Linked DNA regions of Arachis hypogaea: region 2 is linked to region 1. Evidence: chromatin contacts called from public Hi-C data. All regions are on one chromosome and are shown on one strand. Each heading gives the region's core, a stretch centred on a gene start, on an enhancer-like site or on the middle of the called end of the contact. The rest is flanking DNA. Distances are from core to core; before and after follow the strand shown.

What was found. A called contact is a pair of places that touch in the nucleus more often than the background predicts.
Region 2: a contact with region 1 is called in a Hi-C map of leaf, with 1.8 times the contacts expected there. The contact joins the promoter of LOC112758772 here to the enhancer-like site in region 1. A contact is called at or near these places in 2 of 8 Hi-C or Micro-C datasets (both in leaf).

The regions. Positions count from the first base shown.
Region 1 is chr16:28,275,631-28,280,453 of arahy.Tifrunner.gnm2.J5K5, reverse strand. It overlaps LOC112758771 (protein PHOSPHATE STARVATION RESPONSE 1), which reads right to left. Exons shown (of 8, transcript XM_072220145.1): 6 at 4,407-4,464; 7 at 4,007-4,076; 8 at 2,445-3,200. The coding sequence ends at 2,844. Among protein-coding and RNA genes, the nearest start is that of LOC112758771, 5.9 kb to the right of the region's middle. Within about 2 kb of position 2,258, at least 2 of the 3 cell types and tissues checked have open chromatin away from gene starts, as enhancers often do.
Region 2 is chr16:28,318,500-28,323,322 of arahy.Tifrunner.gnm2.J5K5, reverse strand. LOC112758772 (large ribosomal subunit protein uL14x/uL14z/uL14y) reads left to right here and starts at 2,083. Exons shown (of 4, transcript XM_025807515.3): 1 at 2,083-2,248; 2 at 2,380-2,664; 3 at 2,917-2,958; 4 at 3,185-3,421. The coding sequence starts at 2,233. The coding sequence ends at 3,267.

The DNA of each region.
Region 1 (4,823 bases), core at 1,009-3,508:
TTTTTTTGTCGACGATATGGAAGACATCTTTAATTGTGATTTCACACTAAACCATTCCTTTAAGTTGGGGGTTCAGGAAACTATATTAACCCTTGAACACCAAGAACATATATTAACCGTTTTTAAAGAGGATTGGAAAAGGCGACAGAATCTATGTACAATAACACTGATATGTTACATCGTGCACATGTTATATTTATTAAGATTGATGTCTACCGAGTTGAAAAATTCATCTCCCATAAAATAGTTGGGCGAGAACAAATTTGAGCTGTACAACAGTTAAGTGAAACTAATAGGTGTCGTGATATCCTATGCATGGATCCTGATGCATTTCTTTAGTTGTGCGAGAAATTAAGAGCAACATGTCAAGTGAGATATACAAAACATGTTACAGTAGAGGAGCAAGTTGCTAGGTTCTTGCATATATTAGCTCGTAATGTGAAAATTAGATCCGTTTCTTTTTTCTACCACCAGTCTGGAGAAACTATTAGCCGCCACTTCCATGCTGTTTTACGGGCAATCATTTTACTAGGAGAAAAATTTCTTCGACAACCATCTGCAACCATTATTTCTCCGGTGATCCTTCACAATAATATATTTTATCCTTATTTTATGGTATGGACATGTACAATTACAAGAATATATAATTTTGTTTGATATAGCGAATTTCATGTTACTTTATTAATTAATGGACTATTATTAAGGATTGTATTGGAGCTATAGATGGAACACATTTTTGTGTTAAAGTGCCAATAGCAGATCAACCCAAATTTCGAGGGAGAAAAGAGTGGCCGACACTAAATGTATTAAATGCATGTGATTTTGATATGAAGTTCACTTATGTATTAACGGGTTGGAAAGGAACAGCATTTGACTCAAAAGTTCTGAAGAACGCATTATTAAGGGATAATAATCTTAAACTAAGTAGTTAAAGGTTAAAGGTTAATAGTTTATGTGTTTATTTTAGTTAAAGGTTAATAGTTAAAACATAAAACATCATTATATCATAAGTAGTTAAAGGTTAATAGTTTATGTGTTTATTTTAAATTAATTATTTTAAATGATAAATTTTGTAGAAAAATTTTACCTTGGAGATGCTGGATTCATGGGTAAGATATCACTTAAAAGATTATGCAAGACATGGCCTAGAAAATGAAAAGAAATTATTTAATCTTCGGATACTTTATTGAGAAATGTTATCGAAAGGTTATTTGGAGTTTTGAAAAAAATATTTACAATAATCACAAGTGGCACTAAACCACATTATAACTTTGAAACTATGACTGAAATTGTTCTAGCTTGTTTTGTATTACATAATTTTTTAATGGATGTAGATCCTGATCCACATCTCATAATTCAAGTTGATCGAGAAATGCAAGATAATAATCTAGAAGAGGATGAAATAGTTTGACATGAACACGATGAAGACTATAGGCTGGGAGCTATGTTAAGGGATGAAATAGCTGCTCAAATGTGGGCTGACTATCAACTAGGACGTTGATCACTCCTTTAAAAAAATGCAAATGAATTTACATGTATTATATGTGAGCTGAATTGATATTTTAACTTTGATGTGTTATTATTGAATTCATATGTTATCTCTTACACTGTGTTTGTTTAGATGGAAGACAGGGGAGAATAAACGCGAAAGGAAAGAAATTGGAGAGAAATGTCATATTTCAATAATTTGGTTTAGAAAGAAAACGCTAAGAAAAATAATTCCCGTACCAAAAAGTAAAAGGGACCCACAAAAAATATTTCAGTCCGACTTAGGCGAGAAAATGGAAGGAAAAAACCATTTCACTTCGTTATTCTAAACCCTACCCTTCTATTTTCTTCCAAGACTCTTCTTTCACCTTGCGATTTAGCCGTTCTTGCTACTCAGTTCTAGCACAACCATTGTAGCTATTAGCCACGGTCCATTCATCCACCGCTGCACAACCAATCTAGTCATAGCGTTTTGCGCAACCAGTCTAGATTGGTCTTAAATTTTTTGAAAATTTAGCCATCGAGGATATATTTGATGCAAATCGAAAATTTTTAAGATAAAATTAAAACAAAATAAAACTTAAGGATATTTTTAAAATCTTTGTCAAATTTCAAGAACAAAAAGTATACTTTATCCCTTACTTTAATTATTCATGCCACTTTCTTTCATCACGTGTATGAACAGTTTTAACCTGAATGTTCTATCTGACCTAGCGCATCACGCCAAAATATGTACCCTGGTGGGGGCACTTGTCCTCCTCTCCACTCAACAACAACAATCTACATGTGTAGAACTGCAGCTTGGTTCTACACCAAAATTGAAAGGTATTCCCTTCTATTACTAGTGAAACAATGCCAAAATTTCTGATAAAAGAAATCACAGAATGAAACGCAAAAACTAAACTGCAAGAAAATATGCTCCAATTCCATAGTTAAACAATAAGAAGGGAGCAACGTTAAATCTAGAATTGTGCCTCCTTTTGGCATTTTTTTTTTCCTTTTAAATTTTATTTCGTCCAGATAAAGAAAGAGTTCAAGTTGGAGCTGTTGTACATAGTACAAGAAATTTGGACTGTTTGGACTACAGGAGGGTGGTAAGACTTATCTCAACTGTACACTAGAATCTCACACTGACCAAGGTATCAAATGTGGATTACCAAAACTTTTTATCATTTTTCAGCTAAATTAAAAGTAAACATGCAAGTCCTTATTGAACAAAACAGGACAGGAAGATCTCGTTAAGTTACGGAGCTCTAGATATCAATCAGACTAGCCTTCCTTACTTAAAATAGAATCTTTAATGAATCAGTATCGTCTTTTCTCAGTTCAATGCTGATTCAACAGATCACATTGCCTCACTCATCTGTCCTCGGACGCTTTGGGGGATGACCACTATCTTCACTTTCAGAAGCAAGTTGCTTAGGATCTTCGGGAGCATCTTGCTTCCCACTCACTTCCAGGGATTTTTTCTCAGCTGTGGCATTGCCATTAGCTTGATGAGGCCCTGAACTGCAAAGGTCCACTGGGATGGCTTCCATTTCACTTTTGGCAGGTGAATCTTTCATGGCATCAGAGGACACTCCAGATGTACTATCAATGGCAGATGATGATGCCTTGAATGGTTCAATGCCACCAGATTTGCATTGCTTCTCAAACATCATCTGGAGATACCTTCCTTGTTCTTCTATACGTAACTGTAGATTTCTTTGAATCTGATGCAAAAAGAAGGGGGAGAAAACTGTATCAGCTAAGGCAAAAAAGGACATTATAAATGTAAGAGAAATAAGTGTAGAGTCGTGACAGTTCATCAAACAGATTTAACAAAAACATAAATTCTATAGGCATATTTGCTGATTACCAAATTCCACATGGCTAAATATAGTAAGGATATTTTGTTACTCTTAAATCAAGGAAAACGGAATATAAGAATCAAGAGGAGTTCAAAGGCCTTGAAAAATGTCCCATGCATTGTTAGTAGCAGTAAAAAGGAAAGAGAAACAACTGAGATGCTGACCTCCTTTTGCAGTGTAAGATACTTCCGTAACTATTTTGTAAGCTATTTTAGACTAATCAGAGACTACTGAATGTGTCTGTTTGACTTGGAGTTTATATATGTTCAGTTATTTGTTTACGGTGAAATTCAACTAATTTTACCAATACATAAATTCCTCCTTAACTTCTATGGAATGGCTGGGTTGCTCTTATGAGCTGATGTATTTTGTTTCCCCTTACTATTTGCAGCTTCTGGAGGATTTATAACTATTCAGTGATTGTTGGTCCTTTCTTTATGCTATAATTTCCTATCAACAAGCTCACAAACCTCACTTGAAGTTCATTTCAAAACTAGCAACTCTTAAACTGTTATTCTCACTAATTCCACTTAGCTATAAATGATGAAATTCTATAGTATTGCAACAGAAATAAAGCTTGCAAACAAACTCCTTAAAACATGTCTTAGCCATGTAACAATTCACCAAACATATCCTACTGTAGATTCCCAAATAAAGGAAGCACATACCTCAAGCTGCTCGTGCAAGCGCTTCTGAACCTCCATCTGCATTCGCAGAGCTTCAGTGATTTCAATACCACTGTACAACACAATGATGAAGTCAGAAAAAAAAAAAATCGTGTCTGTTCATGGAAAATGACCTAATATTTAAAATCTATGGATATTGCTTTAATTAGCAACATCAGATTGCTTTAATTGATGCATCAATAGTCACAAGAACCCAGAAATACTACATAACAGAAGTTACTTAAAATAGCAGTAGATAATTAACTTACATTTTTAAATCTAGAGATGGCATATAATTAACTTACATTTTTAAATCTAGAGATGGCATCTCTTCAATGTCACAAAAACACAGAAATATTACATAACAAAAGGTACTTAAAATAGCAGTAAATAATTAACTTACGTCTTCAAATCTAAAGATGGCATCTCTTCAATGGTACCTAGTTTTTTCTCAGAAGATCCTGTGAACACAATGTAAACTGTCAACCAATAGCCCATTATCTAACTACATATACAAAGAAAATGCTACAGATTTCAAAGGAAGCGACTTAAGACACAGTACTTCCGGTTATCAAATGCAAAAACCAATGATCAGTAATAGATTTCACAGAGCTAAGGTTTCACAAGATTACCAATATACAAGATTGACCTAAAATTGATTTTTTTAAGGAAATAATAGAACTACATACTAGTACTTTTGTAGTTATATAATATCAAAACTCTACTTCTTTTCGGTTTTCGCATAAAAGTATAAAATAGAAAAGTGGATTTATATGCATGTTAATGCTCAATAAGATACTCAAATCTACTTCATGTAGCC
Region 2 (4,823 bases), core at 834-3,333, 43 kb before region 1:
AAGCAATGTAAGATAACACGATTTATGTGCAAAAGAGTAACTCACAGTATCCTACCACAATTTACGTGCAAATGAGATAGCTCATAATACCTTAACATGGTTTATAGTGTTTATAATTTTTTTTTAACCTATTTTTTTGGTTAAATTTTAAGCTAATCCATTTTAAACAAAATTTTAAGCTAATCTATTTTAAACAAAATTTGTAAACATAAAAGAGACAGAGAATAATGTAAGATAAACTTAAATAAGTATAATTTCTTTAATTTGATAAAGAAAAATATTGTATTTTTTTATTTAAGTCTTATACAAAATTTTTAAATTTTTTTTGTCACTTATTTTTTATTAAATTTTAAGCTAATTCATTGAAAAATTGTAAAAAGAACACAAATTTTTAAAATAACGAAATTTTGCAAAAATAACACATACATAAAGTTTTAAAAAATATAATATAAATTATAACTATACAAAAAAATACTACACTATTGATAGAAGAAAGACCAAAGACTTATTTACCAAAAAGTACTGGTTTTTAAAAGTTGAAAAATAAATACTTATTGGAGATTTGGTTGAAAAAAAAATCATTTAAAACTAATGATGTTTAAAATAATATTAATTTTTGACCATTTCAAGTTGCATTTTATTTTAGTTAGATTAAATAATATTTATACAAGTAATTAGACATGTAACATTTATTCTTAAATGTGTTAAATATTTATTATTAATTTTTTAACACAAAAAAAAATTAAAATATATTTTCTTTTAATATAAGACACTTAATCACTTATTATGAAAATGCGTGTGTATATACTATATACAAGGGCTAACTAATTTTTTTATTTAAATTAATATAATTTTTTATTAAAAAATATCATATAAATATTAAAAATTAGTTTTTTTATTATTTTTTTTGAATATGTATAATGTTTTTTTTCCAATACTCTCACCCATATTATTATTTTTATAAAATTCTTTTTTTTTATCGTTATTGTTATTTCTTTTTTATATGGAACATTTTTTATTTTGTATTATGATTCTATTAATTTTAATAGAGTATTAAAGAGGACTGAGAATACTAAAAAAAATTAAAATTTATTTAAATATCTAAAATAAAATTATAAAATAACATAAAATAATTATTTAAATTTATGTCATTTTTTATAATTTTTATCTAAAAATAATTTTAAAAAATGTAATCTAAACAATATTTAATTTATTATAATCTATTTTAAATAAAAATTATTAAATATAAACTACGTTAATACTAACTCACTTTTGATTAAAATTAATTTTACAAAATCAATTTTAAATTTGGTTTACGAGAATTTAGTAATATTAATTTTTTTATTTTATTTAAATAAAAAAAGTGGCAAAGTCGCGATTTAAAATTTCAATATTTCTTTTTGGATCTATTAAAACTTCTGGAGCTAGTCATTAAAAAAAATTTCTGGAGCCGGGCGAGGTTATTTAGAGGGGTGAGTACGGGTCGGTTTGGTTCGAATTTATGGTAAAATTAGAATCGAATCGATCAAAATGTAATTGGTTCGGTTTAGTTTGGATTTACATTTTTTTGTACATGTACCCGAACCAAACCAAACTGATTAAGATCGGATTGGTTCGGTTCGGGTAATTGGGTATCCGATGACTTTGAAATTCATAAAAAAACCAAATTTTTATCTTAAAAATTCAACAAGTACAATAAATATGTAACATCAATAGAAATAATTCAAACATATTAAACACCAAATACATTAAAAACTAAACTCATTAAAATCCAAACATATTAATAATGTATAATCATTGTGAAAAAACCATATACATTTTTTTATTTTTTTTATTTAATTAATATATGATTGGGTTCGCGGGTTGGTTCAGATTCCGCACCCGCAAAATCGATACCCGAACCAATCACTAATAAAAATCATCGGTTTGGTTCGGATTTGACCCAATTACCCATTAATTTTAGAACCAATTTAATTGGTTCGGTTCGAGTTCGGACAGGTAATCGGGTACCCGCTACCCGTGCTCACCCCTAGTTACTTACCTTAGCAAGTCTTTGATGAGAAATTTATTTTTTTTTTTTTTGGACAAAAACAAAAAGAGGTATTCAATGCGCCTGCCTGTTGGGGGCCCATACTACTCCATAAACCCTAGTTAGAGTCTGAGAGTGGCATATATAAACAGCAGAAAGACACAAAATTAGGGTTTGTGTTTGTGATCTATAGAGAACCAACAATGGCGTCCAAGAGAGGTGCCTCTCCTCTACTTATTCAATTCTTCTCTAATTCGCCAAGATAACTATACCTAAATCTAACTAACCTTCATTTTTCTACTAATTCACAATTTGATTCTTTTGTATTTTGTTGTTCGATTTCTGTTCAGGTCGCGGTGGAAATGCGGGTAACAAGTTCAGGATGTCGCTGGGTCTTCCGGTGGCGGCTACGGTGAACTGCGCCGACAATACTGGTGCCAAGAACCTCTACATCATCTCCGTTAAGGGGATCAAGGGCCGCCTTAATCGTTTGCCTTCCGCTTGCGTCGGCGACATGGTGATGGCCACCGTCAAGAAGGGGAAGCCTGATCTCCGTAAGAAGGTGCTGCCAGCTGTCATCGTCCGCCAGCGCAAGCCCTTCCGCCGAAAGGACGGTGTTTACATGTACTTCGAAGGTCATAACAATAAAGTCCCTTTGCTTCTTTATTCTTTTATTTGCTTCAGTCATGTTATATTCTTTTATTTTTAGCTTTAATGCGGATTCATCTTTGATTTTGGTTAGATCATTATAGGTTAGGCTCTGATTATGGTTATTATTTTTTATTACTGATTATTGTTGATTAGGATTAGCATTTTATTTGTGTACTAACTTAACTATTTTTATGTTTGGAAAATGGTTTTTGATTGGGGTTTTTTGAATTGTGCAGATAATGCTGGAGTCATTGTGAATCCCAAGGGTGAAATGAAAGGTAAATTATTTCAATAGTTTTTTTCCTTTCTGCTTTTAACAAGATATTTGACAATAATGGTGAAGAAATGTTTGTGAGCTTGTTCCTTTAAGAAAAATGAACTAGCTGTTGTATTGGATTATGATGTTACATTATTTTCTCTACATGTTTTTAAATTTATAAGCGGTTCTTTGTGTAGTGAATTTGTGGTTGTGGTTTTGATTTGTTGTCATTGTTGTTATTGTAGGTTCCGCTATCACTGGTCCAATTGGAAAGGAGTGTGCTGATCTATGGCCTAGGATTGCAAGCGCAGCCAATGCCATTGTTTGAGTTTGATTTCTAGCAATTATATATGTTAAAGTTTCTGCTTGTTAAAGAAGCCTCCGATTTTGGTTTTAGCTTCAGCTGTACTGAATGTGATAGAGATTTATATTATTATAACTTATGTGAGAAACTTTTTATGGCATTAAGTGGTAGTTATAAAGTTGTGTTTTTCTTTGTTTTTTATTTTATTTTTATTCACTCTATTTGTTGGGATTCATGAGTATCTGGGTCTATCAATTTAGTTTTATGATAATCGGATGAATGGAATACCTGTTTAGTGTTTTGTTTTGATCGGGGGAGTAGTAGTGATTTTAAAGGTTTAAATTTTGACTGTCCTCATTCATAGGATATGAAACACTTAATTCGAGTGTCTGCCTGGCACTCAATGTTGCTAATTGGTTTCTTTGCGTTGAATAGTTCAAGTCTTAAAACACTCTCCCAACAAAAAAAAATCATTTTGTTAGTCTGTAATGCAGGACCAGTGTAATTTAAGAGGATTCTCACTACTCAGTCAAAATGAATTTTAATGCTGAAATGTTCTGGTGAATGTTCACCCTATTAACTATTGAGGTGGATATTTGAGATCCAACTTTTAGGAAAAAAGTGTTTAATGGACTATGAAAACGGCACAACCACATCCACTGGTGTCTGTCACCAAGAATAGCACTGCGATCACTGTTGAGCTGCCATGACCAAGATGCTCCCTTGCCGCATCCACGGTGTTTCGGGTAGGTCAACACACCCCATCACCATCTAAGATTGTTGCACAAGATGATCCTCTGCCTACTTTGAAGCCACCTTTTGCTCAAGCTGCTGCAGGGATCCACTGAACACAGCACTAAATTTTCCCTAATTTTGAGAAGTGGTCCAAAATGGACTCGAAGCTTGCGAAATTTGATCCGAGAATTAAAGTCCAAATCTTGTGAAGTGGGCAGAAAGCTGCTGGCATTGGTGTAGGCGGCGGATTACGTAGCAATATATCTTCTATTTGCTTTCGGGTATACGGTGCCTTATCCAACTCAAAACTGTTACTTGGGTTGTTTGGGACTCTTAGATTTTGTACTTGTTTGAGTGTCAAATTAATAAAAAAAAATTATTTTTAATGTATTCAGTAAATTTTTAATAGTAAAAATAAAAGTAATAAAAAAAATTAAAAATATCTTTTTTAAAAAATTATAATTTATATAATTTTTTAAAAAAATTTTTTCTTTAAAAAAATATTTTTTACATAATAAATAAATAAAAAAATATTTTTATATAATTATATTCAAATATAATTGATAAATAAATTTTTTTTGTATGAATTATTCAAATATAAATTATTTTTATTTTTTTATAAAATAAAAAAAAATTTTAAAAAATATTTTTTTCTAAAAATTCACCCAAATAAGCTCTTTATGTTAAATGTGATCATACATTCATACTTTTGAAGTAGTGGAGAATAGCAAAAATGCAAGAGTGGAGAATATCGATAAAATTTTTTTTAAAGCATCTCCAAACAGAAGCAAGAGGAACTTGAGAGGAAATCTTCCATCAGCACCATCTCCACTTATTGCTAATCA